7 separate regions of the Mus musculus genome follow, and regions 1, 2, 3, 5, 6 and 7 are each linked to region 4. Evidence: chromatin contacts called from public Hi-C, HiCAR-type, HiChIP or PLAC-seq and promoter capture Hi-C data. All regions are on one chromosome and are shown on one strand. Each heading gives the region's core, a stretch centred on a gene start, on an enhancer-like site or on the middle of the called end of the contact. The rest is flanking DNA. Distances are from core to core; before and after follow the strand shown.

Region 1 (3,456 bases), core at 873-3,372, 1.9 Mb after region 4:
TCCTAAGGGAAACCTTTGTGACTACTGGGTACTAAAACCACAGAAAACAGCACTTTATATGCTTTTTGATGGGGCATGACAGGGTGACAAGAACTTTTAAATTACAATAGGATAAATTTGCGGAGAATTAAGATAGAAATATTCAGAAGAAAAAGCAACCATATAAAACATCGAACAGTAAGCATTTGCTCACCTTTTCAAAAACAGAGACCACGACTTCCACGTTGGTATAGTTGTTTATAGTGTCAGATGTATTTAAAAGGCTAAAATAGTATTTATCTTAAGATGCTAACTCACTATAAGGCTAAAAATTATAATTTTGCATGTTTAAAGTTTATAGTAAAAATTCTTAGATATGGATTTAAAAACTCACAAAAGTAATTATATTTCCATCTTACAAATATCGGTAGAGAAAGGAAACTAAAGGCACATTTAGAGGCTTGTTATGATCAGGGAGTAAAGTATCAGGCCCAATGGTGGGGATGGAATAGAGAAAATGGAAGACTCAGTTTGAGGTAAAGAGGCTGAATCTGTGGGGATGGAAAAAGAGATTCAAGCAGACTTAAGGGATTTCTTTTTTTTCTTTTGAAAATGTCATAATGAGGAATATGGAGTCTAAGTTTTAGCTGGGGACACCAGTTTAAAATAATGTCACTCCCAAAAATTGGGAAGAAGCCAACTCAGTTTGGGGCATTAGAATATAAGATGCTTGTATGCCTAACTGTCTAGATTAAGTTCAATACATACAGCTTTTACAGAAATTAACCCAAAACATAGGGAATGGAAGAGTGTAGCAGCAGTAGAATCCTTACTTACGGCTATAATCATTTAAGGCCCAGCAACACCGGAGGGGAAAAGAGATGCAGACTTCAGGAGGTAACAATCAATGAATGCCAGTGCCTATCACTGAACGTCTGTCTGGCTATCTGTAAGCCGGAACGACAGACTGAAAAGTGGGTAGACAGAAAATGTAGCACATAGGAAAAGAGGTGGAGTTGAAACTCAGACGCTCCGAAGACCGCTCACAACCATTGTGCAGGGCGGCCATTCCTAACACAGGGCGAAGTAACTTTTGTAAAGTTCGAGCAGAGAAAGAGGCAGAATGTAACTACAAGAGTATCCACAGAGGGAATACGACTACAAAGTTTTAGATCCGGGCAGGACCTCAAGGAGCTTTTCCTCTTCTCAACATTCTTAGGACCACTCTTCAAGGTCTTAGTTTAACAACACATCAGCCTAATCGCATCTCAGATTGCCAATGTTTTTAAGAGTACTGTAGGAGATGAGCTGGCTTTCTATATGCTAACAGGAGAACATGGCTGAATTCCACCGTGAAGAGAAAAACGAGTTTAATCCCATTTCTGGAAGTACCTCGGCATCAAGACACATTTGGAACAATACCCTTCCATCCATTACCCGTGGTCACCTCGTGGGTGTGGCTATGGGCATCTTTTAGTCTGTATTTTAGGACTTTTCAGAGCCTGCAGAGATGGGGGAGGGGACTTTGGCGCCTTAAGATTGAGTTCCTTAACTGCGGGCCATGCGCGCTGGTGCACAACGAACTTGCAGGGATCGCTAAGGTTCTGCAGAGACGGCAGGCACATCGCTGGTGCCAAAGCGTCTCCCACCCCCGACTCTCACAAGCGTGCACTCTCTAGTTAACGCGCGATATTGACGTAAGCAGCCAGGGGCCCGGGACGCCACTGAGCGTCCTAACTTCGGCCTCCGTTCCGAACTAAAAAGCTCGATTACGGTGAAAAGCGTCCGGAAGGAACCCAAGCACGATGTTCTTCGGCGGTCCTCGCTCGCCCGGATTCGCTCCGGCCGCGGGAGACCTGGAGGCCCACAGTCGGCAGCGATCCAAGGTGGAGCGCCTGGGGGGAGGTGGTTCCCGCCACGGCCAGCGGCCGTTGGGGCCGTTACTCACCGTTCCTCAGGACGCCGAGCTGCGGCTGGCGGAGTACCGAGTTGAAGAGCATCTGGGCCTGAGGAGAAGGCTCAGCTGAGGGGAACGCCGAGAAGATCGCCCCCAAGTTCCACAGGAGCCGCCGTCTGCACCCTCCACAACGCGGCGCGGTTTCGCCTCCAACTCCCGCCACTAAGAGCCCCGGCCGCCAAACTCCGCGCCAAACTGACGTCACGCTTTCTGATTGGCTCTCGTCGCAGCGTCCTGGCGCCTCGAAGGCTCGCCCCCATCCTAAGCTCCGCCTCCCTCTCGCTCAGCCGCGGGAACCCAAGGTTCACAGGCTCCCTGAGCGCCTGCGCGGGGGGGCCCAGAGAGGAACTGGCGAACCGCGGGGCGACCGAGGCGCATGCGTACACTGCCTGACAGCGCGCGGAGGGAAAAATCCGCGAGACCGCGGCGGGAGAAGATGGCGGTGCTGGGGTAGAGTTTGCAATCTTTGTGACTGGGCGAGTCGGGTAACTGTCCGGGTCATGGCGTCAAACTCAACCAAGTCGTTCCTGGCCGATGCCGGCTATGGCGAACAGGAGCTGGACGCTAATTCCGCTCTTATGGAACTGGACAAAGGTACGGAGGAGGGACGCGGGCGAAGCGTCTGGGGGGAGTGGCGCCACCTAGTGGCGGCAGCTACAGAGGCTAGAAAGGCGCATGCGCCGATGTATGGGGCGGGAAGCACGGCTGCTAGTCTTGGAGCCAGCGCTTAGGCGCATGCAGGGTTGCTGGAGTAGCCTTGCACAGTTGGAGCAGAGGCTCGTGCTTGCGAGGATGCCTTTGACCACTTGGGGGCACAGTCTCTGGTTTCCCAGGCAGCAAATAAGATAAAGTGCTGAATTTTGAGATTATTTTTTAAAACGTTCAGTGCAGGTGAAGCCTTCATTAAGAGAGCCAAATGATTTTCTGAGCGTTTTACAGCGATTTGTCTTGCGAGACTGTCAATTGCGCGTTCTAAAGCAGGTTCCATGTGGATGAGAACATCCGAAAAGCTTGGCTGAACGCGCTCATTCTCTGCACACAAGTTCCACGAGTTAGTTCCCCTTATACAGGTAGCTAAGAGAAAAAATTTTAGGGTTAGGAGTTAAATTCCAGTTCTACTAAAGTGATTATGGAATGCGGCATTATCATCTAGCCTCGATATGTCAGCAAAGTGGGCACAGTATGTCAGCTGTTGTAAATGTTAAATGGCAGTGGTATGCGAAAAGATGCCTTTATTAAAGGCTGAAGAGGGACTTTGACAGATAGCTATCCATAAAGAAGTCCTGTGTAAATGTGAGACCTTTGCTTCAGTTTCCTGCCAAGGTTTTTACACTATAGGCAATTCTTGGTTAACTGTAGCCAGTGTGTAACCTGTAGAGAACGGGACTGGAAACCAAGGATCTGTAAGTTCAAGTCTGGGGGGCAGGGTGTGCCAAGTAGGGACTGGGGGATGCTGAGAGAACCTGGAGGTCAATTAGACTTTGGCATGTTAAATATGCACCTTAGTTCCTTGTCCAAGT
Region 2 (3,708 bases), core at 148-2,647, 1.4 Mb after region 4:
GGATTCTGCCTTTTTCCTTTGTTTGTTTAACATCCTCGACCACACTATGTAAGATCTCTATCACTAAGCTATATCCTCCCCTTCTCGTGGTTTTTGATACCATGCTGAATCTCCAACTTACAGAGTTTTTACTCTCTCCAAGACCCACGACTCACATTTGAAATGATTATGTATTCTAATCTTTCCACTTGGATGAGATCAGACTTAACCAATATCCCCCCACTAGGATTTCCAGCTGCCCACCTGCCCACTCTGATCCCAAACCTTTTCTCGTCTCAGCAAAGGCCATCACCATCTTCCTTACAGGAAGCACAAACTGAAATCTAAGTCATGCTCGATTTCTTCCTCCCCTTGCTGTTCTTATCCAAGGCATGCATGTACTGTTGGTGTTATTCCTAAAATTTGTTGAGTACATGGTATTCTCATGATATTCTCACTGTACTGGCTTCTACCAGCTCTTGTCTGTAAACTGAGACGTTTCCTAAATGCTCTCACTTTCTCTCCTCCACCTTTTTGCCACTCAGCAGCAAATTTGTCTTCAGAATATTCGCTCTCTATATATATTTAAAATGGGTTTGTTTTTAAACTTTTAAGGGTTAAGACTGTGCATCTAATGCAATCCAAATGTCTTACTGACCTTGACCTACCCTTCCCAGCTCCTGGAAATTTCTCCTTTATTAAGTGTTTCCAGCTGCTGGTTAACTAAAACAGATCAAATTCTATAATGTATGGGAGGTCTACAACCTGCCGGTGTTCATCACTACCATACACTCACACCCTAAGCGTCACCTCCTAAGAAAAAGGCACCTACTTCTCCTTCCTCTTCACTTTCCCCAATGTAGCCGGTAAAACCTATTTCCATCCCTACACATTCACTCCATCAAGTGTTATTATTTTTGTTTGTCCCTCTGCCGGGCCAGAACTAGAACCTCTGCTAAGGGCTTGGATGGATCAGCACACCTCAAGAGTGGTAGGAGAAAGGGGTGTTGAGACGACAAACTAAAGCTTCATAGAAATAGTTAACCGCCGTGTAAGATGAGGAATGTCAGTTCCAGGACGCTGGTTCGAAAGGGTCGCCATAGACTAGGTACGGTCTGAGGATTTGGGGGAGAAAAACTTGCGGGAAAGGAGACACGGCCCTCCCGACTCCCGCAAGCCCCAAGTCCCCCTCACATACGTTGTCAAAGTCCGAGGCGGAGAGATGGCAGTGACAGTCCACTAACCCCAAACCCATAGCTACTCCTGCAGGCTTCTCGACTGCAAGCCAGGCGGCGGAACTCTGGGGCCGCGGAACCCGAGGCGGAACCTTGCGGCGGCGGCGGATCGGGTTTCCAGTCGGACGCGTGCAGGAGCGTTCCAGGGAGGGAAGCATCCTTCCGGTCTCAGCGATTCCCGCCTTAGTTTAAACCGGGAAGATGGCGGCTGTCTCTGAAACAGTGCTCGTCTCCGCCCCGCAGGACCACGATGCCCAGGCCGCCTCAGACCCTCAGGCCACGGCAGCAGACTCTCCCCTAGAGGACTTCCGAGTGCGCTGCACCTTGAAGAGGGCGGTGATGGAAGTGATGGAGATGTGCGGTCGCTTCGTGCAGGAGCTCGGGGCCGTGCTGCCGGAGGACGTCCGCGAGCTCGCGCTGCGGGACGCACAGTGGGTACGGACCCCTCTTTCCCGGTCCTCACCCAGCGCATCCTGGCTCTGGCTCGGGGCCCATGTCAGGCCTTCGCAGATGGAACGATGCCCAAGACTGGCTTGGGAAATGCCAGGGAAGGCAACTAGATGCTAGTGCCGCCTGGGTGCTGCTTCCTGTCAGGAACATACAGGGCGAACACGTATGTAATCTTAAGAAGCAGGCGGTATTAAGTGTACCCATATTCTTGAACATGTACAGCGCTATACGTATAAACAAGGCATCACATTTTGCTTTCATAGCAAGCTTTCAAATCTTGTGTTTTACAAAACATTTCTTTTGGTAGTTAAGTGCGCAGTAAAGACAAAGTCGCTCTCCTGTGGGCCAGCGCAACTTTGCTGGTTGGTATGAGGAATTCTCCAGGAAATGATAATCCTTGAAGTCAGTCATCTGGCTAGGTTTTTGGTCATTGTTATTGTTTTTGTTTGTTTTTATAACATCGTGTGGATTCGGGGAGAAAACATTTTCTTTTTAAGTTGAAAATAGATGAAGAAGCTGTCTTGGTGTTAAATTTTACCAAGTTCTAGTTGAGCTGGTCATGACAGTGTATGCCAAGTACTCGGAAGGCAGGGGCATGCAAATCTCTGTGAGTTCGAGACTAGTCTGGTCCACGCCGTGAGTTCCAGACAAGCCAGGGCTACGTAGAACCTGTGCATCCTGTTGCTCCCCCGGCACCCATAAACCCTTAGAACACACTTATTTCTCCTATATTTTGTGTACCCCTGAATATGATGGTTTCTGGGAAAAGACACTAGAGATCGAAGGACTGCTAACTCAAGCAGATAAACAGCCTATATGTAGGGGAAAGTTTCAAGCTTGTAACAGCACATTCATGACCAATGACAAGAGTGCAGAGTAAATATAGAGGTTGTCAGCATCAAAAACTAAAACAACAGTGGTTAAGGGAAAGAATAATGAAGAAACCTTCCTTGGATTGTAGTTTTATACCCCAGTTTTGGGAATAGTAGCTCCTGTGTTATTCTCTCCTTAGAAGTAAGGCAAGGAGAGAAACGGCACTTAATGTTTTTAATAGTTATCTTGGGAGATGACTGTAACTAAGAGGGTTTATCTGATTATAGAAAAATGCTAAGATAATGAGAACATTTACATGTAGGAATAGACAAATGTGACTTCACCTCTAATAGCTTGTTGAATGAGATCTTAAAGAGAATCAGAAGTAGAGAAGGTTTGTTGATAAACATCTAGGAAAGACTGAGAAACACAGTGACATTCTTAAATGATAGATGAAACAGCAATGAGTATTTCAAAGACAATTTGTTTTCTAAATGTCCTCAAGAGTTTAATATAGTAAGAATCTTATCCTATAAAATAGGTTTTTTTTTCCCTTTAGTGCTAAGAATTGAAAGCAGAGCCTTCCTTGCTCTTGCTAGCAAAGTGTTGTCCACTGAGCTATATCACAGCCCTTTTTATAAGATACTAGTATAGAATACATACTCTAGCTCATAATTATCAGTCATTATTTATGCTTACTTCTTAATTATAGAAGTGGTACAGAAGGCGTGCCCATTGACAACAGTTTCAAACAATCTCGTATTTTAAGTCCTCCTTGACTTCCCCATCCATCCTGAACCCTTCCTGGGGACAACTTACTGTTGCATAGCCCTGCACTTCTCTAGAGGCTGCCACTCTCTGTTGTTTGTCACTTATCTGGCCGTAGTGACGGTGTTATAGATAGAGCCAGTGCAGTCTCTACCATGCGCCATGGGTATTTAGCCCCTCTCCTAAGAGTTAATTTTCCCACTGTTTCCATTCCAGTTCACCAAGAGTCCATTATTTTTTACTAACGCGTTTGAGTTCTGTGTCAGAGTCACTTTTACTGACTTGGCTGTGCTGGATTTATTGTAGACATTTGAGTCGGCTGTGCAGGAGAACGTCAGCTTTAACGGACAGGCCTGGGAGGAAGCTAAAGAGCATGGCTTAATGGGTATGTGATTTAAGTCTTTCTTCTGTGGTTAATCTCTGAGGCTTTTATTTTGAATGCTAATTTCCAAACCTGTTCTCA
Region 3 (3,606 bases), core at 167-2,666, 1.3 Mb after region 4:
TTATGCTTAATGAAGCATTTACCTCGAAAACAATTCAGAACCAAAAAAATACCTTTTAAAAAACATCTGCTATCTAAACATAAAGAAACAACCGGGGGCTGGTGAGATGGCTCAGTGGGTAAGAGCACCCGACTGCTCTTCCGAAGGTCCAGAGTTCAAATCCCAGCAACCACATGGTGGCTCATAACCATCCGTAACAAGATCTGACTCCCTCTTCTGGTGTGTCTGAAGACAGCTACAGTGTACTTACATATAATAATAAATAAATCTTAAAAAAAAAAAAAGAAACAACCAATCAATGTATCAGTAATAAATTGTTTTTGATACATAGCAATTAAGTGACTTAGAAAAAGAAAGTAACTAATAAAATAGGCACACATATTTAGTCTCTTGGGGTATTTTAAACCATGATCTTGACCCAAGTGAGACTTGAAGTAAGAAAGTAACATTTTCTAGTTACATGGCGGCAGGTAACAATATATGTATAGAAAGGATTATAGATTTTTTTTTTAAACTAGATTTCCTTCAACTGAATGAATACTAAGCATCTTTTAAAATGTGACATTTACAGTGGTGACAAAAACATCAGGTGTCACAAGTGCCCTCTAGCAAAATTTTAAGTTACAATAACAAGCCTAAAATTAACAAATGCAAACATAATATTGTGGTGACTCATGGTGGTGTTTGGGAGCCTGAAGCAAGATTGTCAAGTTTGAGGCCAGCCAGGGGGACACTGTGATTTCCAGACCAGCCTGCCCTACACAGTGGAAGAGACCGTTTTAAATAAATAAATCACATACAAAAACCTTTTACCTACTATTATTTCTGTTATTCTAGTGGCATTTGAATTTATGATGGTAGAAAAAAACAAGATCATTTCTTAAGGAAGCCTTGACTTATCCCACTAACCATTCTTGATCAGTGATTTGCCTTCCACTGTCTCACGGTTAAGAACTAATAGCTGGACTCAGTAATACTGCCAAGTCTTTATCACCGGAGCATTTATTGAACATTCACTTATACGTGACCAGTAGGTGCCAAGCTGGGCTGACTACTAATACTAATACAATTAAATCAGGGCTGTTCCAAGGACATTTAACATGGAAACAAACTTTCCAGATCTCAAGACCTTTCTTCTGCAGTGGCGACAAAAACACCTGAGATCTCTTTTACCGCCAGTTTCCAAGCGTGCCCGTGTGTGCGCCTGTGTGTAGGCCAGAGGGCAACCTCGGTGTCCTTTCTCAGGAGCTGTCCTCCTCACCTGTCAGTGCTGGCTGGGAATACACCCTGGAGCCACCGTGCCAGGCTTTTCTCGTGGTGCTGGAGCCCAGTCTTCACGCTTCTATAGTATGCACTTTACCCACAGACCGTTGCCCCAGCCCGGCCTATGACTTCCTACCAGCCTGAAAGGATCCCAGTTATCTAGACGTTCCAGTCTTTACCTGATTGCCCAGCACTGCTGTGGCACAAGCCGTCGACACCTCCTTGGGTCCAAACCATACCGAGGCGACGGGGGAGGGCAAGCCCAGGATGAAGACCTGGGCCACGGAGCACAGGATCTGCCCCAGCATGGTGACCCAGAAGAGGTGCCGCTGCACGCTGCCGCACTTGACCCAGGCTCCCAGGCAGTTGAGGCCGGAGCCCAGCAGCGCCGTGAGCCGCAGGCCTCGCGTGTCCAGCAGCCAGGTGGCCGGGAAGATGAGGGGCACGTAGGCCACCATGTACACCATGGACAGCCAGTTGATGTGCAGCGGCGACACCTCGTAGAAGTCCTCGAACACGTTGCTGATGCTGCTGTACTGGATCCACTGGAAGGCGTTCACCAGCGAGTAAAGGCTGAAGATGAGCAGCACCACGAAGCGCCTCGGCGACAGCGCTGTGCGCGGGGGACACGCGGGGCATGGGACGTCCTCCCCGTCGCCCGCGGGCAACAGCCGGGCCTGGGTCTCCTCCTCCGCCGCTATCAGGGCTTGCGGCCCGCCCTGGGCTCCCGCGATCAGCGGGCCGAGCCCGGGGCCTCCGTTCAGCGCCTCAGGCCCGTTTTGCGGTACCAAGCGCGCCTCCCCGTCCGGGGCGCCCTTGGGCACTGGAAGGTATCCCTTCCCCAGCGGGTGCCCGGGCGCCACGGCCGGCCCCACCTCGTCATCGGGCCGCGCCATGCCTCCCGGCTCCCCGCCCCGCCGCCCCTTAGTGCTCCTCGCCGGCTCCTAGGTCCCACCCGGTTCAGCGCGCTCGCCTGCGCCGCTTGCTGACTAAGTGAAGCAGAGCTCACCGCGCCTGGCTCTTGCCGGCAGTCCCCGCCCCCAGGGCATCTCGTATCGCGTAGTGCGACCCTCCATCCAATCATTGAGCGTTTCGGAAGTCCAGAAAACCAATCGGGGAGTTGCCGAGAAGAGGGGCGGGGTCAAGCTTGTGAAGATGTAAGAGGAGCCCAAGGCAGGCGTTCTCTACGCTGTGGTTTGCTGGAGCTGCCAGGCCTTTCTCTGCGCTCGCTCCGCAGCGTTTAGCCTCAGGTTATCTTGGAAGGAGAGCGCCAGAAAGCATTTCCGTCCGCCCAAAGAAAGAGGCTTCCTCAGAAGCAGGCCTTTGCGTTGATTGAGCTGAGCGGCTCCATCCACGCAGAGGACTGAAGGAGGTAATGGACAGGTGCAGCCCCTGCCTGCCTCCTGTACCCCACCAGTAACCAAAGTCTGTGCATAAGCTAACCGTGTACTTGCACATCCCGGGACCGGATGAGGGCAGAGCTCCGGAAGCATCAGGGTCCTACTGGGCCTTAGACAAAGTCAGCCTGCTACCCTTTGGGAAGCTGTGCGTGCAAACACGGGGTGCCAGGACTTAAGATTTACTCACTCTCTCTCCCTCTGATCCTCCTTTTTAGACAGGGTGTCACCCGGGACTCTGTAGGCAGGTTGACCCGAATTCATGGAAATCCACCTATCTCTGCTTCCTGAGTGTTGGAATGACTCTGGCGCTAATGAGCTCACAGTGGCTGCAGGGGACCTGCAGAAGACCAAGCCCATAAACCTTTAGTCATGGGGAGATAGGAGAACTATTAACAGTTTGAGGGTGCAGAGGGACAAGGCATTGTCTATGGTGATACAGCCGCTGGGGAGTTCCCCATGCTGTGAATAGCTCCACAAAGTATTTTGTAAATTAATTCATTTCTTTAGGAAAAGTGAGGCTCGTATAGAGCGAGACTGTTCAGGGGGTAACGTCTCTTTCTGACAACCCGGCAAACCTGAGTTCAGTTCTTCAGCACCCGCAGAGTTGTTCTCTGACCATCACACAGGTGCCCTCCCCAACAAACACACTATGTTAAGAAAAGAAGGGAAACCCTGTAAGTTCTTCCCAGCACGGCTTTGTAGATGTTCCTTTGGAGGTTGTTTTAGATTATTGAGTAACTGAATTAGATTATTGAGTCTCTGAAAAAAAAAAAAAAACTAAATGAGGAACCCAATGGACTTAATCTGCGCTCAAAACGTTTATTTTGTGAATTTATAAAAATATGAATTGTGTTTTTAATGCTCAACAAAATTTATCTTAAGTATTCAGAGATGTTAATGGTCTCATGGACTGTGGAGCCTGTGAAGGCTCCTAAACAAACAA
Region 4 (3,298 bases), core at 225-2,724:
CAACGTGCCACAGCCATATCCACCTTTCACCCCAGCACTTGGGAGACAGAGGCCAGTGGATCTCTGAGTTTGAAGCCAGCCTGGTCTACAGAGTGAGTTCCAGGCCAGACAGGGCTACACAGCCAACAAGTCAAAAAACAAAACAAAATAAAAGCAACAAAACATCTAGAGAGGCAATATAAGCAAGGGAATCCAGCAGGTTTATTTTCTAATTCAAAACCTACAAACAGCTATATTCATGTTTGTAGTCACACACTTTGTTGAGAGCAAGAAGATATTTACAAATGTAGTTAAGATAACTAAAGTTATATTTTATTATGCTGAGGATTAGTATACAGTATTTACACTTTAAATTTCTAATTACAGTCTTAACCCTATCTTCCCAGGGCTGCTCACCTGGGTGACATATTTTAGCTTGTCAGGTTCAGTTTTTTTTTTCCTTTTTATTATTATTATTTATTCATTCTACATCCTAATGGTAGCCTCCCCTTCTGCCTGTGATCCCAGTCCCATCCTCACAAACACCTTCCCTTCTCAGAGAGGGGAGGAGACCCCCTTGGATACCACCTGATCCTGGGACATCAAATTGAAGCAAGACTACACACAACCTTTCCCATTAAGGCCTTACAAGCCAACAGAAGTTTTTGATTTGAGGCTCCTGAGGGCAGATTATGGTGGTGTCTTCTCATATGTGCAGCGCAGAGCATTGTCTTAGTCTCCAATTATATACTGTTCACTGGGGATCATGGGGTTTTAGGATTGTTATTTGGAGTGAGTGATGTCAGAGTTTTGGTTATTAGTCTTGGGTGTTTAAAAGGCATTTTTTTTTACTATGTTCATTACACACTTATATACATTTTCTACCTCTCCTACACTTATATATAAATACATCACACCGATCGCCTAATTGCCATTAGGTGTTGACTGGGTACGGAACAACCTGTCAGCCACCTAAATCGGGTCACTAGAGCAAAAGTTGTAAAATCCGTAAATGTAAAAAATTAAGATTAAAGAGGCAGGGTCTGAGAAGAAGACTTTGAAAGATGAAGCAAAATCTCTGTGGTGACGGTGTAAAAGAACTTCCACCGAAAGTATGTCTTTAAAATGCGGAGGGCTCCGTTCATGGGCCCACCGCCCGCCTCAGGCCCTAAAGAGGGTCTGGCAGGTTTCTGCTGTTGTCCTCCGTCAGGATCCCCTGCCTCTCTGCCAGTGCTAGCTAGTTCTGGCTGCTGAGCACACAGCACAGCCTGGCACCCTGGCGACCCTAAGCCGCCAAGTGAGAAAGAAGCTTCTAGAAACCATGCGGGCCTCCGATGGGGGGCCGCGGGCGGAGGACGGGGGCCCCGAGGGGGGACGCTGCTCACCTGAGCTCCTCACAGAACCTGGCTCCGGGCTCTGCGAGCCCCGAGTTCCTCACCGCCGAGCTCCTCACACAGCGCACCGTTCCTCCCCGACCAGCACGAGCGATTCAAACTGCCCGCCGCCGCCGCCCCTCTTCCCTCCCGCTCACTTCCGGTCCCGCCCAGCTAGCCTCCACGCCCATTGGCCATGGCGAGAGGCTTTCGACCAGTCCTCACCCGGCTTCTCGGTGAGCCGCCTCTGATTGGCCCTTTTGGACGACTGTTTAAAAACAAGCAGAGCCGGCGGCGGAGCCTGCGCAGACGTCGGATGCACTGGCGTTGCCTAGAGACGGGCTCCGCACGCTGGGAGGAGCGGACTGCGGGTCTGAATGAGGGTTAAACCCTGAGCGGCTGGGCGGGCTTGAGGAGCAGGGTAAGGTGAGGTCTGTGCTGCGGGGAGGCCGCTCGCTCTAACCGTAGGACAAGCGTAAGGTGTTAGCTCTGAGGGGATTATTATTATAAAAGTTAGCTGCGAAGTTGATTATTACTTTAAAAGTTGGCGCGCACCTGCCATAGCAGCCCTGCGGAGGGCGTTTGGAGGACAGCCTGGCTATAGACAAGAGTCCTTGTCTCGAAAAGAAAAGAAGAGGGGAGGGGAGGCGGGGGGTGGGGGGGCGGATAACAGAGGCACAGTATAACAAATAATCTGAACTTGAATCTAGACATGCATGCAAAACTCAACTGCTGACCTCTCTGTCATCTCCATATTTTCAAAATCTGGATATGCGATTCGCATGGGTTGTGGTGGCTCACGCCGACAGGATTTACTGAATATGAGATCCGAGGGGAACACTTCATCAGATTCAAATATTCACAAGGCTCTTCTAAACTGAGTATACTGCTTCCACTTTCCTAATAGCACCTAAATGCCTAAATATTTTTCTTTAAAAGTAAATATCCATAGGAGGTATGGGATGTGATGCAAACGGAGGGTGGATAGGGGCGGGGGTATGGAATATGGAGTGTGGAAAATAAATTTAAAATAAAATAATTTTAAAAAAAGAAGTAAATATCCTTGGAATTGTAGAGGTGGCTCAGCAGTTGCTGCTCTTGCAGAAGACCTGGGTACAGTTCCTAACATCCACATAGTAGGTCACAACTATCTATAAATCCAGCTCAGGGAATCTGATTCCCTTTTCTGGGCCCACAGGCAACAGGTATGTAACGACATACGTGCTGGCAAAACATGCATGCACATAAAATTAAAACATAAAAATGCTCTCAGTTCCTCTTTCCTCTCCAGTGATCCCTCTCATTGTCTCTCTGCTCACATCCCATTTCTTTTTAGGGTCACTTAGTGCCCAGGGCTTATCCCAGCACCCAGTTTCCCCAGGAAGGCAGCTAAGAGTTACAGAGTCAGATGGAGACCAAAGCTGCTTTATCTTTGGCAGTTCTCTTTGCTATTCTGTAGCCAAAGACTACTTACTTTTAGCAATTTCTCTGACTTTAATTCTTTGCTATTGTATGTCCAAAAGCTGCTTGCTTTCAGGAGTTTTTCTCTTTAATTCTTTGCTATTCTAAGACCTCTGGTTTCTGGTAATTTGACTCCAACTGATAGCAACAAGAGTATTAGAAAAAAGGCTTAGTTTCTCTCTGACTCAAGGACCCCTCCATGGCCAGGCTAGAGGCTTGGAGTCTGTTAACTCTTTGTGAGCCAGAGAGAAAAGAAGAGGAAGAAAGAATTCAAACACACAACTACACACACACACTCTGGCCCTGCCGGACCACCTGTCTCAACAATTTCACAAGTGTTCATGCCAACTTACATAGATACACATATACCTACATATTATTTATGTACATACACATGGACAAACGGACATAGACATATATTCATTTGGTGAATGGGGCTGAGCCCTAAATGCCACACTTTGTTTTTTCTCTCTGGCAAATTTACC
Region 5 (3,513 bases), core at 868-3,367, 1.2 Mb after region 4:
GGCTCAGGTCACAGCACCCACATGGTCGCTCACTATGGTCTGTACCTTCAGTTCCAGAGGATTCAACTACCTCTTCTGGCCTCTGCCTGCACCAAGCACACATGTAGTACACATACCTACACGCAGGTAAAACACTCATACATATAAAGTAAAAATAAATAAATCTTGGGAAAGAAAAAAGAAAACCTCTATCAATGTGGGGGATCTGCACCAGCCACTGCCTTAGCTGAAATGAAGAAACCAAGGCCATTGCTAGAGAGAACCTGCTCTCTGTCTAGCAGGCACAGACTGATGCAACGCCGTCTCAGTTTGCGGGTGTGACAGGCGCCTTGTCTGTTAAATAGTTCTGGTTCGAGAAGTTGTGTATCAGGAAACCAAAGATCGCAAATGACCAAAGAGGTCTCAAGATTGCCTAGCAAGAATCTCCTCACTTCCTTACATTTCTTTGAAAAAACTGCTACTCACACCCCACGTACACAACACTGACCTAGGCAAACTTCTCCCTACTCTTAAGAACTTGGTCTTCTTGCTGTCTTGAGAAACTTGCTCAACCCAGCGACACACTCCCATCTGTCTGACTCTGCATCATCTCCAAATGCTGCCAGCCCCTTGCATGCCCCAAGCTCAGTTTACCCCAATCTCTTCTCTCAGCTTCCTCAGGGCAGATTCCTGAGTGCTTTTTGAATATTCACTGCACTATTAACATTATTATTGCCCCTCCGTCAATACCCCTCTTCTTCAAGACTTAACACTAGCAACTGAGTTTCCTCATCGTGGGTTAAGCAGAACTGGTCCCGAAGCTCAAAGCTGCTACTGCTCTGCAACAGAAACTTTAGCAAACTTTTAAACTTCCTTGAATCTGCTTCCTCATCATGAAGTTGTACAAAATGCCCAGCATACACACAGCAGTGCACATAAGCACTTATTTCATGTTATTGTTCTCATTTCCCAGGAAAACGAGTTCTCAAAACTTAAGCTGAGGCAACAAAATTTAAGAAAAACAGTACTAAATTTGGAACAGTGAATTTATGTAAAAAAAAATTACCATTTATTTATTTGGGGGGACGACACCTTCAGTGGTCAGAGGACAATTTGCAGGAGTCAGTTCTCTCCTTCCACCATGTAGGTCCCAGGGAATGAAAACAGTTCTTCGGGCTTGACAGCAAGCATCTTTACCTGCTGAGCCATTGTGCCACACCAACCACCCTCAAGTCTCACTTAAGTACACATGTGTCTCCTGAAAAGACTCATCAAAACTCAGAAGCAAAGGCTAAAGATCCAAGACGAGCGTCTTAACAGCGAAATCTTCCCAAGATTCTACCTGCCTCACGGCAAGCCAGCCACTGAATGAGAAGAGGAAACGTCCCTTCCGTTACATAAGCCCCACAACACACCCACTAACATTTTTAAGTGTGTGTTTTCCCTCTGGAATGCACCAGCCCAATTCTGCAAATTTCATTTCAAGAGAAAGTCCACATAGGACAGAGGACTAGGTCATCCATTTAAAGACATCCACCAGTGTTCCACCCCAGAATGGCTGGTGGAGCCCAGCATCCCTTATGGAGCCTGCACTCCAGTCTACCAGGAGTCCATTCTCATGCTTAGAGTTCCCATCATCTCCATCCTGGGGTCCCTCTCTCCTGACTGAGGTCTCCAATATCTCCATCCTGGAGTCCTGTCTCCTGGCAAGGGTCCCCAGCATCTCCATTCTGAGATCCCATCTCCTGCCTGGGGTCCTCAACATCTCGAACCTAGAGTCCCATCTCTGCCTGGAGTTCCTGTGTACTGTCTAGGGTCTCCTGTCCGAGTCTCCATCCCTCCCTACCAACCTACCTACCACTCGCCGCACCCAGCCGCAGCCCGGAGCCCGTGCCCCGCCCAGTGTCCCTATCCAGAAACTCACCCGTGCGGTAACCTTATAGACAGTGTAGCCCCTGGGGTGTCGCTGGGGCTCGGTGACAGTGTAGAAGCGGGCCAGGTCCGCACTGTGACCCCAAGGAGAGGTCATCCTCCCTCCGCCCGTGCTTCCGCCAGCTGGGGACCATCGGGCAGCCCCAGCTGTGCCGGACTCCACGCAGCACTAAGCACGAGCACCGCGAAGAGGGGGCGGTGGCTCCTGGGGGGCTGTCGCTTGGATCTGCTTCCGGATCACCACACAGACTTCCGGGTCATCCCGGTCGACGTTCGGGATAAGAAGGTGCGGCTCTGGATCCTCTCCGAGCTGTATCGTCCGCTGTGGTTACTAGCGCCTAGCTCAGTCGCCATGGATACCGGAGGCGTCCCTACTAAGTCTCCTGGTGCACTAGCTTCGATGTCTACTAGAATTTGCGAGCTGGGGAGAGGGTTGGGCCTCCCGCCCTGTGCTCCTGTAGAGTCCTGGGTGATGGACGCAGCGGTACCCGAGCCAAGCATCTCCTTTCCTTCCCTACTTACTCTGTGCGGTGCCCACAGCAACATCGCAGCGCTCTGACAGACACGTCCCCATTTTCCCGTAGATGAACCCTCTTTGACATACCTACAGCTGCACGACAAGCCCTCACCCTACGTAGAATAGAAGTGCATCCCTCCCACTCTCTCAGGGAGATTGCTTGAGACCAACATGGGTCAAGTAGTGAGTTCAGAGTTAAGCTGGGCTACATGGGGAGAACCTGTCTCAAAACACAAAATTTGCTCAGTCACAGGATCCAGGGCAGTCTGCTATACATAACAAGACTCTCAACAACAACAACAACAAAGAAGTTTGTTGTTTTTTCAACAGTCCCTAGACTCTTAAATGTGCATCTGTTGTGGGGGTTGTAGAAGGAGACTCTCAAAGTCACTACAAAGAGTCTCCAGTTTCTATTGATTGGCATCCCCTACCTGGCAATTTTTTTTTAACTTTCTCTTGATCAGAGCTCTCATTCCCAAAAGATTCATTGCAAGGTTCTGTCGTTGTTAATTCTGTGTCTCTTGCTTCCTCTCCTCCCTGCCTTCTAACCCCTAGAACACACAATTAAGGAAGGAAGGAAGGGAAGAAACAAAGAGGGAGAAACAGAGATGGTAAGAAGAATTAGAGATGTGGTTGAGTAGTTAGTTAGGATCTCTGATTGCTCTTCCGGAGGAATGGGTGAGGTTCAAATCCCAGCATGCCAGTGGCAGCTCTTAGCTGCCTGTAACTCCAGTTCTGAGGGATCTGATGCCCTCTTCTGGCCTCCTCCAGCACACAAGTAGTACACATACCTAAGAGCAGAAAAACACCCATAGACATAAAAATAAAAATCCTTTTACAAAGGAAAAGAGTGACTTTAGCACCCTTTGTCTGCTCACATCTCCATCCCAGCCTGACACCCTTGCTCATTTGAAAACTACTTGCTCCACTCATGTGCTGATTTCCACTCTCTTTGGCAGAAAGAAAAACGTTGTTCTAATAATGTCTCCACCCTGTATGTTTGATCTTCGACTATTAACCTCTTCTGAGCCTTTAGGCTTTTCTTATTATTTCTCTTATGTGTATGGGTCTTTTGCCTGCCTGCA
Region 6 (3,507 bases), core at 857-3,356, 1.2 Mb after region 4:
TATTGCTGGAGGGGGGAAAGCCTCATCTTTCTATTGGTGAATGAAAAGAAGAAAAAAAAAAAAAACCTTTTTCCTTTTTATTGCTGAATGAAAGAAGCCTTGTCCTTGTCAGTAGGAAGAAGCCTGCTTGCTTATTTTCCTCATTCTTAGTTCTTACACTTTCTCAGGAGAATAGATCACATGGTCTTCAGCCATCTTTACATTCCAAAAGTTCATCATAAATGGAATAAGGAGTTTCAGCAGGAATGTTTCCAAGTGTTCTAGCTAAACATTCATTATCCTTCACTAACACCACAAGTTCATTAGAAGTTTAAAACGATAATTCTTTTTTTAAACAATAATTCTTATGTCCTCAGTTAGTATGGTTTTGCCAAAAGGCAAGTCACCTGCCTTGTATCTCATTAGTTTTGAAGTTTTGTATAGATAAATCTAGTCAATATTTTATTTTCTGTCCTTGCACCTACAATAAATTTCCAGTTTATGACCTTTAGTTACCAGATAATAGTTTCACAGCTAGCCTAGAAACAATGCTTTCCCTGATCGTGAATTTGTTCCAAGCCTGCTTTCTATGCTAGTGCAATTAGCCCATGACATACAGGTTTATAGAGGCCTAATTGCAGCTTTCATACTATATAGAGGGCTCAAAACTACTTGTATAAATTTAAGAATTCCAATGAAACATTATTAGGAATTATTAAATCATCAATTTGTCTATATAGCATTACTACAGGAGAATATGTCTTTGTTGATCTGCAGAAAATCTGCCCAGTAGGGTGGGCTAATGCCCGGGAATTATTATACTAATTTAATAATGACAGGAAAGGCATATCAGCTGCAAGAAGCAATCCTGAGATGAAGTCTCTTTGGGCCTTGCCTCTCAGAGATCTCCCATTACAGACCATATAAAACAATGGGCCATCTCCAGAAACATCATTTGCATGTCTTTAGCCTATCCTAGATGGATCCTGACACTGGTCCCGATTCCTGGATTGCAGGTGAGCCAGCCCCAAGAGTATGAGAGCAGGAGATCTGGCTCTGCCCAATGCCAGCTGTAGCATGGGATGAGCTAGCCAGGGCAGTACTGGAAATCCTACCCTAGTAGAGTGGGTGTGGGAGAGATGGTGGGCTGACCAGTGACCTCCCAGGCCCAGATCTAGGGTTTTGAGTGACCCACCCTGACATCTACTCCATCTATAAACTGCTGGAGCACGTAAAGGGTCCAACCCTACAGATCTAAAGCTGCAGGATCTCCCCGACCCAGGGCAGCAACAGGATATCTGGGAGGAGTCCCAGGGAGGGTCCAGGATTGATGGTGTAGCAGAAGCTGGAGGCTTCTATCAAACCAGACCAATGACGCATTGCAATGAACATTTGCCAATAAAGAAGTGAGGAAAGAGGGTATTATTATAGGACACACTACAGCTTCCACAGTGAGATTTTTTTTTCCTCATGGAGGAGGTTACAAGAGTGGAGGCAGGTATAAAGGGAAGGGAGAGATGAGTGGGGTTGGGGTGTATAATGTGAAATTCACACACACATAAAAACAATAAAAAGTTAAATAATAATCTTTTGAAATAAAACATTAAAACTATTATGCATTAAAATTTTTATTAAAAGTAACTACATTCATCAAAACAAAAAATATTTATTGGGAGAAATGGCAATCTTTGATATTTTGCAAGTCTTGATGCCTGGCTGAACAGAACACGAGGCATTCTGACTCATGGTTCGGCAAACTATCTGTTGTCACAGCCTTGTGGTTGGAAGATGTTAATAAAAGGGAAAGTGCTAGATAATTGTGGTCACTGTTTTCCTGTCTTCTTCTTCTATTATTACTCTGGGGGTGGGGGCTGCACGAACCCACAGCACATACATGAGGAGAGGACAACTGTGTGAAGTCAATTCTTTCCTTCTGCCATGTGGATCCTGGGAACTGAACTCAAACTTCTGTTTTTCTACATGACACCAAAACTCCACGGTGCTGTGCTCTTAAAACTGACAGCAACGAGCAATACATAAAACCCAAACACTGAAATGTGTAGGGTTCGCTACAGGTAAATCCATTGGTCCATCTTGAACAGTCTTTACCCATGCTATTTATAGCCTAACAAATCAATTATTTGTAAAATGTCAGTTCCCTGACTACCACAGATCTTCCACATATCAACCTCCTATTTCATTATTACAGAATAAAAATCACACTGGCAAACTGTCAAATTCAAGGCAGCACAAAAGCCCTAACTTGGGGAGGAAAACTCTCCTACTGGCAACAAACACCATGAGCTGTTTTCCTTGAAGAGGCAGCTCAGTTCATTTCAAGGGAAAAAAAATTAGGCACCAAACACACAAATGTGATGACAACTGTCTGTCTGCTACTGATTCAAGCAAAGTGGCCTCTCGTGAGCAAGTGGCTTCTCGGCTCAGCTCCACAGCGCTCACCCACCTTCCATAGAGCAGCATGGTAGCTTAGCAGGGAGGACACTGTGAGCTTCCTAGCATGCCAGGCTTGCTGCCACAACAGAAGCCTTCCTTCCTGCTGTCTCAGAACACGCAGACAGTGCCACTTCTACCAGCAGCGTGTGCAATAACCAACCGTGGTTTGGTACCACCATCCCCAACAGTTTGATCCTCATGGCTTTCCTATGTGACAGTCAGCACAAAGGTCAGCACAGAAAAATGTCTTAGGTGACTGTATTACTAAACTGGTTCCACACTGCGGATCCTTGGAGACATCAGGAACACACACAGTTCTCGAATCCACTCATCGAGCGGCTGATTCTATGAGACAAAACTGGAAACCCCATTCCTGAAACAGCTCAGACACACACTGCTGTCTCTGCTTGCTTTGATTTGGTGGGGTCTGGGTTGTTTCTTGGTTTGTTTCCTTGATGCCAGGGGACAATCCCAGGGCACCTCACACATGCCACATGAGCACTCGGCTCCATCTCCAGGCCACCACTGAGTAGTTAATGCCAAGGTTCTAGAAAAATGGCACATAAAAGAGTTATTTATTTCCACAGGAGACAACACCAAGAACGAAAACTGCAGTGGATCAGACATTCTGAGATCGGGGCTCAGCAAACTCCGTGAAGAGGCAGAGAGTAAATACCTCAGGCCCTGCACCTCCATGTCCTGTTGTAGCTACACAAGTCTGTGCTGAACAGAGGAGCACGCTGGGCCTCACTAAGACTTCGCTATAGACACTGAAACTTTAATTGCATGTTATATCACATCACTGATAAATTCTTTGGGCTTTTCGACCATTTAAAAATGTAAAAAATGTTCTTAGCTCACAGACCATGGAAAAGCGCTGGAGGCAGATACGGCCGTCAGCCACTGTTTGTCAGTCTGTGGAGGCCTCTGGTTGCTCACTTCCTACCGAACAGAGGAAGACCATGTGAGCACCAGCCTAGCTCCACGCTCAAGTCAACTTTACACAGGACTTCGGCACCTCACAGTACAGCCTTGTTTTCTTTTGTTCTTTTTTTCTTTGTTTCAATTTTTAGG
Region 7 (3,712 bases), core at 908-3,407, 1.2 Mb after region 4:
GGAAGGCAGGCAGGAGATCCTGAAGTTCAAGGTTACCCTCAGCTACATGGCCTTTTAAAGGTTAGCCTGGAGCACTTGACAGCTCTTAACAGCTGAGCAATCTCTCCAGACTCTCAGACAACCCTTCTTTAAGACAGGTTCTTGGTGTGGCCCAGGATGGTCTCAAACTCTACAGGCTCCTGCCTCAGCTGTCTGAATGTTGAGATGTCAGCATATGTGAACAGACTTGCTTAACTTATTGAGTGACTAAAGCAGGATCTATTTAAGGGGACAGAACAATGTGAGCTGAGAACTTTCAACTGGAACATGAATGCAAAAATGGTGTTTTGTTTTGTTACAGAGACAAGAGTTCTCCAACCCTTAGGATAATCACCATGCTGCTATAAGGTAACTACTCTCTCTAAAGTTCTAGAGCAGACAGCTCCCAAAGTGTCTTTCGTCATCAAGAAACCTTCAAACTCATTGAAAGAATGCATCTTGACAGTTGGTGGTGCACGCCTTTAATCCCAACACTCTGGAGGTAGAGGCAGGTGGATCTCTGAGTTCCAGGTCAGCCTGGTCTACAGAGTGAGTTCCAGGACAGCCAGGGCTACACAGAGAAACCCTGTCTCAAACAAAGGAAAGGGAGGGAGGGAGGGAGGGAGGGAGGAAGGAAGGAAGGAAAGAAGGAAGGAAGGAAGGAAGGAAGGAAGGACCTTAATGCCATTTGCTTATTTCAAAACACTACATTTTTCTTTGCACAACAAGCAGAGGAGCTAAGGTGTGCTTGGAGGAGAAAGTCTGGTGATTGACAGGTCTTCCTTAAGTCTGCTCCAGTTAATAACCCTATCAATGATCTTTGTTTGCCGTATGTTGTGTAGTCAGTAGAGTACTAGGTTGAATAGATTTGAACAGGAGTCATGGACACTGTTCACAAGTCACTTACAATGTGATTATGGAACAAGGCATATAGGACACTACTGGCCACATGTAACTAACAACAACATTGTGATCACCCTTAGAAAATAGGACAGTATAAACCTCAAGCAGTCAGCCCCCATTTGTGGACACTGCGTTTGTAAACTGCCTACTCCCTAAAACCTACCTAAAATGTCCAAATCAATCCTCACAGTGTTTTGGTTTTTCTCCAACAAGGAGAAAGGCAAATTTTAGTTGCCTAGTGTGCTTGTCCCTGAGGTTAAACAAGGCACTCTGCCCTCTTGAGTTTTCAGACCGTAAAAAACTAACCTTTCTACCGACTACTTAGTGTCCCTTTCCCACAGTTTTACTGATTTTTCTATTAAAAGTGCCCCCCAAGTATACTGCTGCAAGATTCTGAGGTGACAAAAGTTAATGATGTAATATAGAGAAAATATGTGTACTAAATTATCTTCAATTAGGTATGTATCAGAAGACTGTTGGACAGAGTTTAACGTTAATGAAGTGACAATATAAATTAAATAAGGAACATGCATAAAACAAGACTTCATATTGGTTGATGAAAATGTGGTCCGAAGCCAAGTATGGCAGTACGTTGCTGGTGACCACAGTGCTCAGACAGGCATGTGAGATAAGTTTGACGAATGCCTGGACTGCACAAGACTTTTGTCTAAGGACACTCACGAGTGTGCGTGTGCAATCAGAGACTAGCTTTCCTCAGAGTTTGCTAATTCAGCATTCCTGACATGTTTACACAATATAACAACTGCAGATAAAGAGAAGGATATACACGAAGGATAAAGTATCTCTCAAAATTAACACAAGGAAAAGAACAAAACTTCCCAAGAAATTACTACCCACAGCTACACAGCTCTACCAAAGAAACTAAGCAAGCAGCGACCCTGGTTTCCAGTGCCCTCTGCCTCGCTATTCTCGCTGTCCCTTCTCCATTTATGTTTTCCAAGAAAGCTACGCTCGATCTGACAGACTCGGATCATCAACGCACTAATTAATGTACAAGTGGGTTCTCTGAGATTTGCACAAAATCAATTATAAAGTTCTACGGGAACCCACAGAATAGTATTTCCTCAACGTGGAAATCTACCTTTTGGATCTACGCAACCACGTAAATACACTTTAGGTCTCACGCAGCTCCTGCTCCTTCCTATGTCTTAAGAAAGCCGTCAAGCGCTAGCCTTCCGCCCTACCAGGAAATGGCTGTCCGCGCACGCTCTGCGCATGCCCGGAGTCGCACTGCTTAAAGGAACTGCCCCAGAAGGCAAGATGGTGACCGGGCCTGCGGCGAGACGCTCCTCCCAGCATGCCTAGCGGCCGGCCGGGAGCCGAGTGATGGGGATCCGGTAGGACCCGGCGAGCGGCCGAAGCTGAGGTGCAGCCGCGGGCCCGGGCGTTGGGCGCTCACAGAGAGCCAAGATGGAGACGTGGCGCTGTGTGAGGAGGGGCTACGGCCGCTGTGTGGCGGGGCGAGGCCGGTCAGTGGCGAGCGGCCGGCGGGATGGACAGAGGGAGGGACCTGGAGGGGCGGGCGGGGAGGGGAGGGGCGGGGCGGCGGGGCGCGGGAGGAAGGCGGAGGAAGAGGGTCCGCGGCGGGGACGCGCCAGGCGGCGCCCGGGGAGAGGTAACGCGCGGGCGGGCAGCAGCGGTGGCCGCGGCCTCCGGGATCCTGCGGGCCTCGCGCGGCCTCCACGCTCGCCGCCGCCGCCCGCGCGCAGGGCCCCGCCCGGAGGGAGGCTGCGCGCCCCGGGGTGGCTGGGCAGCGTCGGTCACGCGGAGGCCAACTTTCACCGCCACTCAAGTTCTTGCTCCGTCCTGGGTATTTTTCTTTCAATCCACTCTTTGAGAGCCTGGCGTGATGGCTCACGCCTGCACTTTCCACACCCCGGAGGCCGAGGCGGGAGGATAACCATGAATTTGAGGCTGGCCTGGATTAGGCAGCGAGCGTGACACTCCGCCTCCAAAAGTAAAAAAATAACTCACTTGAAATTTTAAAGCGCCACAGTACATGCAGCCTCTAATAATGTCACCCCAAGTAGTATCCACCGAATCTTAAATTGGATGTACGGATTATGTTTTTCTCCTATAAACTTTGAGGACTTAGTTATTAAGATTCCAGTGGTTTGTATAACCTTTGAAACTATATCGTACCACGCGTGGGAAATAGCACACTGTCGTTACATAAGCCGTTGGGATCTGCCCACTCCATTCCTGGTTCCTGTGCTATGGCATTTTCTGAGTACCAGCTGTGTGCTTGGCCCTTGGGTGGAGACTGGGCTTTCAGAGAATACTGAGGTTCGAACCCTCAAAAGCTCACTATCTTACAAGAAAAAGATGTGGTATAAATAACTGCCAATCCAAAGAATAAGCGTCACTGTGCAGGTTGCAGTATAGAAACATTTCAAGACAGAAAGTAAACCGTTATAGCACTGGGGAGGTGGAGGCAGGAGAATTAGAGACACCACCAGCCTGTGCTGATGGTCTTGGACTTGGTTTTTGTCTTGGTTTTTTGTTTGTTTGTTTTTTAGAGAAGGAGGGTTTTTCTTTGTATCTCTGGCTGTCCTGGGATTCATTGTGTAGACCAGGCTGGCCTTCAACTCAGATCTGCCTACCTCTGCCTCCTGAGTGCTGGGATCAAACTCATGGGCCACCTCAAAATTTTTAAATTTAAAAACAAAACAAGACAAGATCCAAGTGCTGAAATCCCTTTGAATGACTTTCGGGGTCAATTGCAAGATATAGTGCCCATGTTGTGACCTTAAAGATTTACAGTAGGGTT

Evidence for each region. Promoter capture Hi-C pulls out the DNA fragments that hold promoters and counts their contacts. A called contact is a pair of places that touch in the nucleus more often than the background predicts. HiCAR-type assays count read pairs that join an accessible place to other places. HiChIP or PLAC-seq counts read pairs in DNA pulled down with a chosen protein or histone mark.
Region 1: a contact with region 4 is called in an H3K27ac HiChIP or PLAC-seq map of embryonic stem cells, with 4 times the contacts expected there. The contact joins the promoter of Dtl here to the promoter of Cenpf in region 4. A contact is called at or near these places in 1 of 39 promoter capture datasets (pre-B cells) and 2 of 115 datasets of contacts at active chromatin or transcription factors (both in embryonic stem cells).
Region 2: a promoter capture Hi-C map of pre-B cells shows a contact between it and region 4, with 3 times the contacts expected there. The contact joins the promoter of Nsl1 here to the promoter of Cenpf in region 4. A contact is called at or near these places in 7 of 39 promoter capture datasets (3T3-L1-derived adipocytes, the C10 cell line, the HPC-7 cell line and 4 more) and 1 of 115 datasets of contacts at active chromatin or transcription factors (embryonic stem cells).
Region 3: a contact with region 4 is called in a promoter capture Hi-C map of pre-B cells, with 4 times the contacts expected there. The contact joins the promoter of A230020J21Rik here to the promoter of Cenpf in region 4. A contact is called at or near these places in 4 of 39 promoter capture datasets (the C10 cell line, the SN4741 cell line, embryonic stem cells and 1 more) and 1 of 115 datasets of contacts at active chromatin or transcription factors (astrocytes).
Region 5: a contact with region 4 is called in a HiCAR-type map of astrocytes, with 4 times the contacts expected there. The contact joins the promoter of Rps6kc1 here to the promoter of Cenpf in region 4. A contact is called at or near these places in 4 of 39 promoter capture datasets (the 3T3-L1 cell line, cranial neural crest, hippocampal neurons and 1 more), 1 of 484 Hi-C or Micro-C datasets (the G1E-ER4 cell line) and 6 of 115 datasets of contacts at active chromatin or transcription factors (the SCID.adh cell line, astrocytes, forebrain and 3 more).
Region 6: a contact with region 4 is called in a promoter capture Hi-C map of hippocampal neurons, with 5 times the contacts expected there. The contact joins the enhancer-like site here to the promoter of Cenpf in region 4. A contact is called at or near these places in 4 of 39 promoter capture datasets (the 3T3-L1 cell line, cranial neural crest, hippocampal neurons and 1 more), 7 of 484 Hi-C or Micro-C datasets (the G1E-ER4 cell line, cortical neurons, ganglionic eminence and 1 more) and 1 of 115 datasets of contacts at active chromatin or transcription factors (large pre-B cells).
Region 7: a Hi-C map of B cells shows a contact between it and region 4, with 10 read pairs. The contact joins the promoter of Angel2 here to the promoter of Cenpf in region 4. A contact is called at or near these places in 3 of 39 promoter capture datasets (cranial neural crest, liver and pre-B cells), 6 of 484 Hi-C or Micro-C datasets (B cells, CD4 T cells, the G1E-ER4 cell line and 1 more) and 10 of 115 datasets of contacts at active chromatin or transcription factors (the SCID.adh cell line, astrocytes, embryonic forebrain and 6 more).

The regions. Positions count from the first base shown.
Region 1 is chr1:191,573,422-191,576,877 of GRCm38.p6, forward strand. It overlaps Dtl (denticleless E3 ubiquitin protein ligase), which reads right to left and starts at 2,123. Exons shown (of 15, transcript NM_029766.3): 1 at 1,928-2,123. The coding sequence starts at 1,979. Ints7 (integrator complex subunit 7) reads left to right here and starts at 2,215. Exons shown (of 20, transcript NM_178632.6): 1 at 2,215-2,530. The coding sequence starts at 2,437.
Region 2 is chr1:191,061,624-191,065,331 of GRCm38.p6, forward strand. It overlaps Nsl1 (NSL1, MIS12 kinetochore complex component), which reads left to right and starts at 1,398. Exons shown (of 6, transcript NM_198654.3): 1 at 1,398-1,649; 2 at 3,552-3,630. The coding sequence starts at 1,416. It overlaps Tatdn3 (TatD DNase domain containing 3), which reads right to left and starts at 1,287. Exons shown (of 10, transcript NM_001357166.1): 1 at 1,178-1,287. The coding sequence starts at 1,234.
Region 3 is chr1:191,023,935-191,027,540 of GRCm38.p6, forward strand. A230020J21Rik (RIKEN cDNA A230020J21 gene) reads left to right here and starts at 1,417. Exons shown (of 2, transcript NR_027298.1): 1 at 1,417-2,635. Flvcr1 (feline leukemia virus subgroup C cellular receptor 1) reads right to left here and starts at 2,256. Exons shown (of 10, transcript NM_001081259.1): 1 at 1,443-2,256. The coding sequence starts at 2,159.
Region 4 is chr1:189,686,612-189,689,909 of GRCm38.p6, forward strand. Cenpf (centromere protein F) reads right to left here and starts at 1,475. Exons shown (of 18, transcript NM_001081363.2): 1 at 1,365-1,475.
Region 5 is chr1:190,909,653-190,913,165 of GRCm38.p6, forward strand. It overlaps Rps6kc1 (ribosomal protein S6 kinase polypeptide 1), which reads right to left and starts at 2,118. Exons shown (of 15, transcript NM_178775.4): 1 at 1,904-2,118. The coding sequence starts at 2,008.
Region 6 is chr1:190,873,490-190,876,996 of GRCm38.p6, forward strand. All of the region lies in intron 5 of Rps6kc1 (ribosomal protein S6 kinase polypeptide 1), which reads right to left. Among named protein-coding and RNA genes, the nearest start is that of Rps6kc1, 37 kb to the right of the region's middle. Within about 2 kb of position 2,107, at least 11 of the 459 cell types and tissues checked have an H3K27ac peak or open chromatin away from gene starts, as enhancers often do. A contact at or near this core is called in hippocampal neurons, where this site is marked.
Region 7 is chr1:190,926,348-190,930,059 of GRCm38.p6, forward strand. Angel2 (angel homolog 2) reads left to right here and starts at 2,158. Exons shown (of 9, transcript NM_021421.4): 1 at 2,158-2,411. The coding sequence starts at 2,353.